Linked DNA regions of Pan troglodytes: all the other regions are linked to region 1. A link is a contact called in public Hi-C and HiChIP or PLAC-seq data. All regions are on one chromosome and are shown on one strand. The core of a region is the stretch at or near the end of the contact, and the rest is flanking DNA. Distances in the headings are between cores, read along the strand shown.

Region 1 (2,700 bases), core at 66-2,565:
TGACCCACAGAAACTAAGAGATATAATAAAAAGACTGTTGTTGTTTTAAGCCACTAAATTTTGGTGTGATTGGTTACACAGCAACAGATAATCAGTAATAGAGGACCATTTTACTTCCCTTCTGCCTAGGGTGACCATACCTCCCAGTTTAAGTGAGACAATCCCAGGGCATAATTATTGATAGTAATCCCTTCGTCACCCCCAAAGTGTCCCAAATTTGAATGGTAAGTCATATGGTCACCCTACATTTGGCCAAGTTCTCAGAACACACTTTAGATTCTGGCAACAACTCTTCACTCACAGCCTAGAATAATCGAAATGCATGAGGTACCTAGCACAGTGTGTTGAAGAAATCAATACTGGTTCCTTCTCTTTCTCCTAATTCTGTTCTGTCTGAATGCTCAGCAGTATTTTACCAAGAGATGGCTTCGGGCGCAGTGGCTCATGCCTGTAATCCCAGCACTTTCGAAGGCCGAGTCAGGTGGATCACCTGAGGTCAGGAGTTCAAGACCAGCCTGACCAACATGGTGAAACCTCATCTCTACTAAAAATACAACAATTTGCCAGGCATGGTGGCGGGCACCTGTAATCCCAGCTACTCGGGAGGCTGAGGCAGGAGAATCATTTGAACCGGGAGATGGAGGTTGCAGTGAGCCAAGATCTTGCCACTGCACTCCAGCCTAGGCAACACAGCGAGACTCTGTCTCAAAAAAATAAAATAAAATAAAAAGGAGATGGCTTCAGGAGCAGGCTCAGTCCCCTCACAGTCCCTGGAACACTCTCCCCCAACAAAACCTGCATCCTCCTGAAAGCAGAGTACCTGCTACACAGACACAGCTCCCAGGCAAGTCCAGGGCTACCCCCTTCACAGATGGCTCTCAGTAAGCCTGTCCCATGGGGAAATTCTGGAGCTGCCGCTGGTATTCAAGATGGGAAGGCTCTGAATTCCTTAGAGAGAGCAGGCAAGAGACAGAGGAGGGGCGAGACAACCCTGCAACCGTCTTTTTATTATCTCTCTTGGTTTCTGTGGGACAGGAATTTGGGGTGGGCTTGGCTGGATGGTTCTGCCTTGGGGCCTCTCGGGCCTCTCAGAAAGGCCTTCTTCACCACCCCTGTAAGGGATGGAAGCTTCTGAGTCCACAAAACTGTTCTCAAATCCTGGCTCCATCATTTACTCACTGGGCCAAGTACTCAACGACTCTGAGCCTCTTTCTCCCCACCTGCATGAATGGGAGAGTCCATGGCAATTTCAAGGAACTTTTAGAAAAGAATCAAAGAAGTAATTTTTTTTGTTGTTTTTGTTTTTTTCAGAGAGGTAATTATTTCTATAAAGCCCATAGCACAGTGCCTAGCATAAAGTAAGCACTCAATGAATGTTATTTTCTTTTTTAAGACACAGGAGCTTACTACCAGAAAATGTACCTGTCTTACCTGGAAGGGACAGAACAGTACAACAAGAAAGGCCAATGGGCCAGTTACGGTGGCTCACACCTGTAATCCCAGCACTTTGGGAGGCCGAGGGGGGGTGGATAACATGAGTTTAGGAGTTCGAGAACAGCCTAGCCAACATGGCGAAACCCCGTCTCTACTAAAAATACAAAAATTAGCCAGGCGAGGTGGCGCAGGCCTGTAATTCCAGCTACTCCGGAGCCTGAGGCAGGAGAATTGCCTGAACCCTGGAGACAGAGGTTGCAGTGAGCCAAGATCGAACCACTGCACTCCAGCCTGGGTAACAGAGGGAGACGCTGTCTCAAAAACTAAAAAGGCCAATCAGAAAACAGAAATAACGGTGTATCTCACTTCTAGACACAGACATATGGGGATGTATGTATATGGAGGGCCTGGCAGGCACCTGTAGTCCCCCTTTTTCAGTTTAGAAAACATTTCTGTCCTGCAGGCCGGGTGCTGTGTGCGCCGCGATCCACATTTGCAGGACCAGGGATGTTGTGCTGCTCTCCAATGAGGCAGTCACCGAGTCTGTCTACTGCAGCCCTTTCTGAACCTCTGGCTGTCTGGACGCTCCACTGTGCTCCTTACCAAGATGAAGTGCATCTTGGTGGCCACTGAGGGCGCAGAGGTCCTCTTCTACTGGACGGATGAGGAGTTTGAAGAGAGTCTCCAGCTGAAGTTCGGGCAGTCAGAGAATGAGGAAGAAGAGCTCCCTGCCCTAGAGGACCAGCTCAGCCCCCTCCTAGCCCCGGTCATCATCTCCTCCATGACGATGCTGGAGAAGCTCTCGGACACCTACACCTGCTTCTCCATGGAAAACAGCAACTCCCTGTATGTCCTTCACCTGTTTGGAGAATGCCTGTTCACTGCCATCAATGGCGACCACACCAAGAGCGAGGGGGACCTGCAGCGGAAGCTGTACGTGCTCGAGGCATTTCTCAAATGCACAAACATTGTTTCATGAGTCATTTTAGCCCAGATAGGTCATGGTTTCAGTGGCAAATGCTGCAGGTGGTAGATGCCTGTTACATCAACCACATTGGCCAGTGCAGACCTTGCCAGCATCCGACATGGCTGCAACCCTGTGTAGGGCCCTGATGATAGACCAGACCTTTCTGTGTTCAGTGGCCTCTGTGTGAGAAGCTTAAGCACCACCCTCGCTCTCTCTAGCTGGCTTTATATGACATGTGTTTGTGTGACAGAGATTGAAGAGTGAGGTGATTTGCTCAGCTGCCTGCCTTCTGGCTCCGT
Region 2 (2,700 bases), core at 93-2,592, 160 kb before region 1:
CCCACAACACACACACACACAAAATATCAAAAACATGAACCCATCTCATACCTCATGTGCTCTTACTCACTTAACTATAAAAGTGATCAGAGAAAAAAATGTAATCCGTAGCAGCAGGAATTAATATGCTTCTTTCTACCAGAGGTCACGTTAAGGAAAAGTTGCACATAAGAGAAATGAAAGGTGACACTGTAATTAACCCACAAACAATGATTCTTCTGAGAAAGAGGGGAGGGTTTCGGTGTTCCAGTGTTCATGGAAGGAAGATTTTTTATCTCTTCCCAACCAGTTTATGAATGACATAGGATACTTAGAAGGATTCACATTTCACCCACTTCCCCTGAGAACATGTTTATCCTTGCAATGAAAATCATTGCCCAAGCCCCAGCTACGAGTCGCCCTTTTGCACCCTTTTCCACGAATAATCTTTCCAAAATGTCTGCTTGTAGAAGCAAGATTTGGAATTTCACGGAAAACTACAGAGAGACACAGAGCAATGCACACCCCCTGGTAAGCCAGAGAGAGACAAAGAGAGGAGAGAGGAAAACCGAAAGAAGATACATCTAACGGACCAACAAAATAAAACAAATCCCCAGCAAAGCAAAGTGAAAACAATGATTTAAAAAACACATAAAGACGTGTTTGTAATTACCCGTCCAGGTTACATGTTCGCCGCTTCCAGGCAGAGAAACGGCTGGTTGAAGTTTTGTGCCCGTCTGACTGTGATGGGAGGGTTGTATTTGAAGCTCTGGGCACGTAGAGATGGAATGAGAAGGAGGCTGAGCTGGAAGAAACACCAAGGGGGGAGGGAAGGGGGGAGAGAGGGAGAGAGAGAGAGAGAGAGAGAGAGAGAGAGAGAGACAGCGCTATCTCTAGCTACGCCTTCCTCTAAGCTCCGGGAGCCCAGGAGAGCGCTCATTTTAGGATTTGGGAGAGGGGTAAAAAGAGGAAAGGCGGCCCCCGCTCTGCGCTGGCCTTGCTGCCCCGGGGAGGGAGGACTCTGGCCCGCGCCCCCCTCCCGGCGGGCGGCCCTGGGAGCCGGGGAGCGCGCGGAGCGGGCGGCGCAGGGAGCTGTCCGGTTCAGCACCACCCGTAATGCAGTAGGTGGGAGCGCCTCCGCGGGGGCCCAGCCGGTAGCGAGTGGGGGGCAGGCGCGCGGCCCACCCTGCAGCAAGACGCCGGCTCCCTCGTTTCCAGGAGCTTTGCAGATAGGGGGAGGGAAACCCGCCTCGATTCTCCAGGAGAAACCCCCTCTCTCCCCCACTTCGCCAACACTACCCCCGCCACCAACAACAATAACCGCCGCCGCTGCTCGTCCTGCTGCCGCCGCCGCCGCCGCGCCTGCCCGCCCTGCCGCCGCCGCCGCCGCCGCCGCCGCCGCCGCTGCCCGGGCAAAACCATGGAAAGCGAGACCCCCGCACCTGTGCAGCTGAGCTCAAGGGCTTACAGAATACTGGGAAGTCTGGTCTGAAACGAAAGCGCCGAGACCCCCCAAGGAAGAGAACTGGCGAAGCAAAGGATTTTCATGGCGCAGGCCGCAGAGCCGAGAACGAAGACCGAAGGTTGCATCTCGGCTCTCACAATCTCTAACTGTCTAGGTCCCGACCATGAGAAATGGTGTTGAGAATTCGGCTGTTCCCTGGTTCACTGTGGAAGCCATCTCCAAATTAACTATCACATATGGAAACTGGAGACCAGAATTTTAGAAAAAGAGATTAAGGCATCTCACTTGGGGGGGTGGGGGGGTGTCTTTTTATTTTTTTTCCTTTTCTTTTTTAAAAAAAAAACACTGCAACTGGAACAGTTTCTGATCTCAAAAGGCAAGCCTCTTCCCGTGTGATCTTTATAATTTACACTCTTTTCCGTGAGCTTTCTTACCTCCCTTTTTTTATAACTCTCCATATTCTCTATTCATACATATATCCATTATATTAGTAGTGGAATAATTTTTATTTTTATTTATTTATTTTTTTTGGCTTTAGTACTTGCACCCTCACACACACTCTCCCGAGAACCAGAAGTCGGTTGGGTGTTTATATAATGAAGAATTATGGGGCTGTTTGATCGAGGTGTTCAAATGCTTTTAACCACCGTTGGTGCTTTCGCTGCCTTCAGCCTGATGACCATAGCTGTGGGAACCGACTATTGGCTCTACTCCAGAGGGGTTTGCAAGACCAAAAGTGTCAGTGAGAATGAAACCAGCAAAAAGAACGAGGAAGTTATGACCCATTCCGGATTATGGAGAACCTGCTGCCTAGAAGGTACTTGACTTCCCATCTCCTCCCCCCTCTCCACCCCACCCCTCCCCTTTCACTCCCCCCTCCCCACCCTCCTCCAAATAAGTCCGCTTTACATTCCACCATTTTCTTAGTTCACTCCTTCCACCACCAATCAAGGTTGGTTGGGTTAGTTTCAGAGGAAAGAAGATCAATAAGCAAAACCCATACTCTACTCCCTCGCCTCCGCCACCCCCTCTTCCCCTCAAACATCCTCATTGGAATAATCTATGACATGGTGAAAACGACAAGAGATTGTCTCTAAAAGTCAAAGGTGTTCTGCCTGCTTTGGAGTCATTAGGATTTACCATCCGATTTAGCATTGCCATCTATGAGAGGGTAAAATAATTGCTTCTGTGTATGCTGTTTCTCTTTTCGCAATGAAGAATTCAAAAATGCTCTTCCCTTTTCCCTCCTCTTCTCC
Region 3 (2,700 bases), core at 34-2,533, 240 kb before region 1:
GGAAAGAACATCTCAGACAACTTGCATTTACTCTGGATTCGGGGCTAAAACCATCAGTCATTCATAGAGTGTGTATGTTTATTCCCCCACACAAGGCTGGCAGCCACTCTGAGATGCAGAGTGGCGGAGAGGTGGAATGTTCTAGGTGTCTGGAGGGAATGTGGAACTTTCGCACAGGCACCTTTGCTAAGGGGCTGCTCTTCCCTTCAGCATCAGCCATCAGAATCCCAGGGGCCCTGAGAAAGTAAGAACAAGGGGTACATTCGGCCAACCAGTGACAGTGATGATAAACCAAATCTGTCCAGATAAGCTTCCGCTGTCCCATCCACCCCACAATCACGTGTGCACCTACTATCTCCCAGGCACTCATACGTTTCTCTCCTTCCATCCCCACAACCACCCCACAAGGCAGGTTCTCCTAGGCCCATCCTGAGGCTGAGGGATGAGGTGACTTGTCCAAGCCAGGGATTTAGGTCTCTGACCCCCTAACCACGTGCAAGAGGCACCCCCAACCCGGTAAACGCGTACAGAGAGCCTCCCTGGGTGACGGGCAAACGAGGTTAGTGATGCATTCTCCTTTTGCAGAGAGTAAATGGACTAAGAGCAAAGTACGACTTCAAGTTTCCGAGTCTCACCGCTTAGCCCCATCAAAGTGTATTTGTTCTCCCTTTGTTCACAAACATCACTTTAATAAAACACCTTCATATTTTAGATTTTAACGCTCATTACATCTTTGAGCTTTTAAAATGAGATTTCCCTGCGGGATGCGGGGCAAGGACTGCACTTCTCCATGCACTTTAATAGCCGCGCTGTGCAGAACCTGGGAACCGGGGAAGCCGCGAGAACCGCCCGAAGTCAGAGCAAGTCAAAACGACCTCTACAGCGGCGGCCTGGCCCACTGCGCAGGCGCCGCTCCAGACCGCCTAGAGCCCAACCTGCCCCATTGTAGGCGAACCCACTTCTAGAAGGACAGCGGGAGTGGCGAATCCCTATTCCTCCCGAAGATGGGTCAAGCCAGACTCTGACCAATCAGAAAGCTTCTCTTGTCACCGCTTCTGACTGCTTGACGTGGAGGCTTCTTTATCTCGGGACTCTCAGGCTCAGCGGGGGCGGGATATAAAGCTGGTTGACGTCAATTACAACCACTCGTCAAGCAGACTGAACTTGAAGAACTGATAACTCTACGAATTGCATCTCAAGAAAAGGCTGTTATCCCAGCTCTCTACTCCCATTGGATTTTTGTGAGACCTTGAGGGTGGGAGCTTTTGGCGGCAACCAATCGAGGGTCAGCGAGGAGGAGGAGGAGGCGGGGCAGGTGGGCTATGGTTGCTTGGAGAGTGCATTCGGCCCGGTACTTGTGATCGGAGGAGAGCCGGATCGTCCTTCCTTGAACCCTCTGGGTAGGGCTGTGCTGAGGGGCTGGGCGGGGAGCACAGGCCGTGTCCGCTCGCTTGCACCTTTTCAGACTGCCGTGTCAGGCCTCGAGCCGGGCCCACCTGGAGCCCTCCCCTGCCCACCCGCCCCCAGCGCCCGATATCCGCCCCCAGCCCAGAAGGGCCGGGCTCGGTCATCCCCAGTCCCGTCGCGGCCACTGACCCTTGAGATCAGCCCTCCCCTCCCCACCTTCCCGTCCCAGGCCAGCCCAGGGCCCGAAGCCCACCCACTCGCGTCTCTAGCAGCCGCTCTTGTCCTCTGGGTACGGCTCGCGGGAGTGTTGGTTACCATGGTGAAGCTGGCAGCCAAATGCATCCTGGCAGGTGAGTCTGAAAACTTGCGCTTGAATACGGTGGTCTCTGGAGTCCACAGCCTTCATAATTCATCCAGAGCTTTTGTTCACCTAAATTGCCTACCTTTTCCTTTCTCTCTCCCAAAGGCGAGTTACTGCAATTACTGATACAGTAAATTACGTTAGGCGTGGAAGAATGATCTTCCAGGGCACTTCGCAGCTCCAGTGGATTTCCCCCTGCTGCCTGTCACATACTCTGAGACCACCTTCACCAGTTGAGCTGACTCGTTAAAAAATCACTAGTTACAACTCTGGAGAAGCAGACTTGTTAAAACAAAACAAAACAAACAAAACTTAAGCAAACCTTGAGTGCTTCAGCTAAACATATACTGTACCCCAAAGTTAGGCATCAGTGACTTTGGTAGTCTTTACTATGGGATTTTTTCCCCCGACCTCACCCCCTCTGATAACGGTGACCTGAGTGTAGTGACCAGAGTTTGCAAAAGGCACTTGTGTGTTGTCTTTAAGACCCAAAGTTACTGTGCTGCCCCACTCCAAGAAGGGCATAAATAATGAGTCTCCCAAAGGCAGGAATCTTTGTTTTGTTGACTGATACATCCCAAGCACCCAGAACAATGCCTGGAACATAGTAGGTATTCAATAAATACTTTTAGAATGGATGAATATGTGAATATGTGGCATGCACATTTGTAGTGTACCCCTTGTATCAGTCTGCACATTTAGAAAAACAATATTTTGGATTATAGACTGCGAAACACATATGCATGTTACTGAGTGCTTACTGCATGTGAAGCACACATATTTCATGTAATCGTCTCACCATAGCACACTGGGCTAGGTACTGGATTGTTTTTCTTTTTCTTTTTTTTTTTTTTTTGAGACGGAGTCTCACGCTGTTGCCCAGGCTGGAGGGCAGTGGCGCGATCTCGGCTCACTGCAACCTCCACCTCCCT

The links. Hi-C and Micro-C count contacts between places; a contact is called where the count stands out from the background. HiChIP or PLAC-seq counts read pairs in DNA pulled down with a chosen protein or histone mark.
Region 2: a contact with region 1 is called in a Hi-C map of induced pluripotent stem cells, with 2.1 times the contacts expected there. The contact joins the promoter of CACNG2 here to the promoter of LOC104003767 in region 1. A contact is called at or near these places in 2 of 7 Hi-C or Micro-C datasets (both in induced pluripotent stem cells) and 1 of 1 datasets of contacts at active chromatin or transcription factors (stem cell-derived excitatory neurons).
Region 3: a contact with region 1 is called in an H3K4me3 HiChIP or PLAC-seq map of stem cell-derived excitatory neurons, with 10 times the contacts expected there. The contact joins the promoter of IFT27 here to the promoter of LOC104003767 in region 1. A contact is called at or near these places in 3 of 7 Hi-C or Micro-C datasets (blood, induced pluripotent stem cells and stem cell-derived neural progenitor cells) and 1 of 1 datasets of contacts at active chromatin or transcription factors (stem cell-derived excitatory neurons).

What each region holds. Positions count from the first base shown.
Region 1 is chr23:38,547,287-38,549,986 of NHGRI_mPanTro3-v2.0_pri, reverse strand. LOC104003767 (BLOC-3 complex member HPS1-like) reads left to right here and starts at 1,315. Exons shown (of 1, transcript XM_063808076.1): 1 at 1,315-2,700. The coding sequence starts at 2,042. The coding sequence ends at 2,413. All of the region lies in intron 1 of LOC107970244 (a long non-coding RNA gene), which reads right to left.
Region 2 is chr23:38,712,190-38,714,889 of NHGRI_mPanTro3-v2.0_pri, reverse strand. It overlaps CACNG2 (calcium voltage-gated channel auxiliary subunit gamma 2), which reads left to right and starts at 1,342. Exons shown (of 4, transcript XM_016939089.4): 1 at 1,342-2,261. The coding sequence starts at 2,051. It overlaps LOC107970332 (a long non-coding RNA gene), which reads right to left and starts at 740. Exons shown (of 5, transcript XR_010156095.1): 1 at 653-740.
Region 3 is chr23:38,784,768-38,787,467 of NHGRI_mPanTro3-v2.0_pri, reverse strand. IFT27 (intraflagellar transport 27) reads left to right here and starts at 1,283. Exons shown (of 7, transcript XM_016939094.3): 1 at 1,283-1,757. The coding sequence starts at 1,724.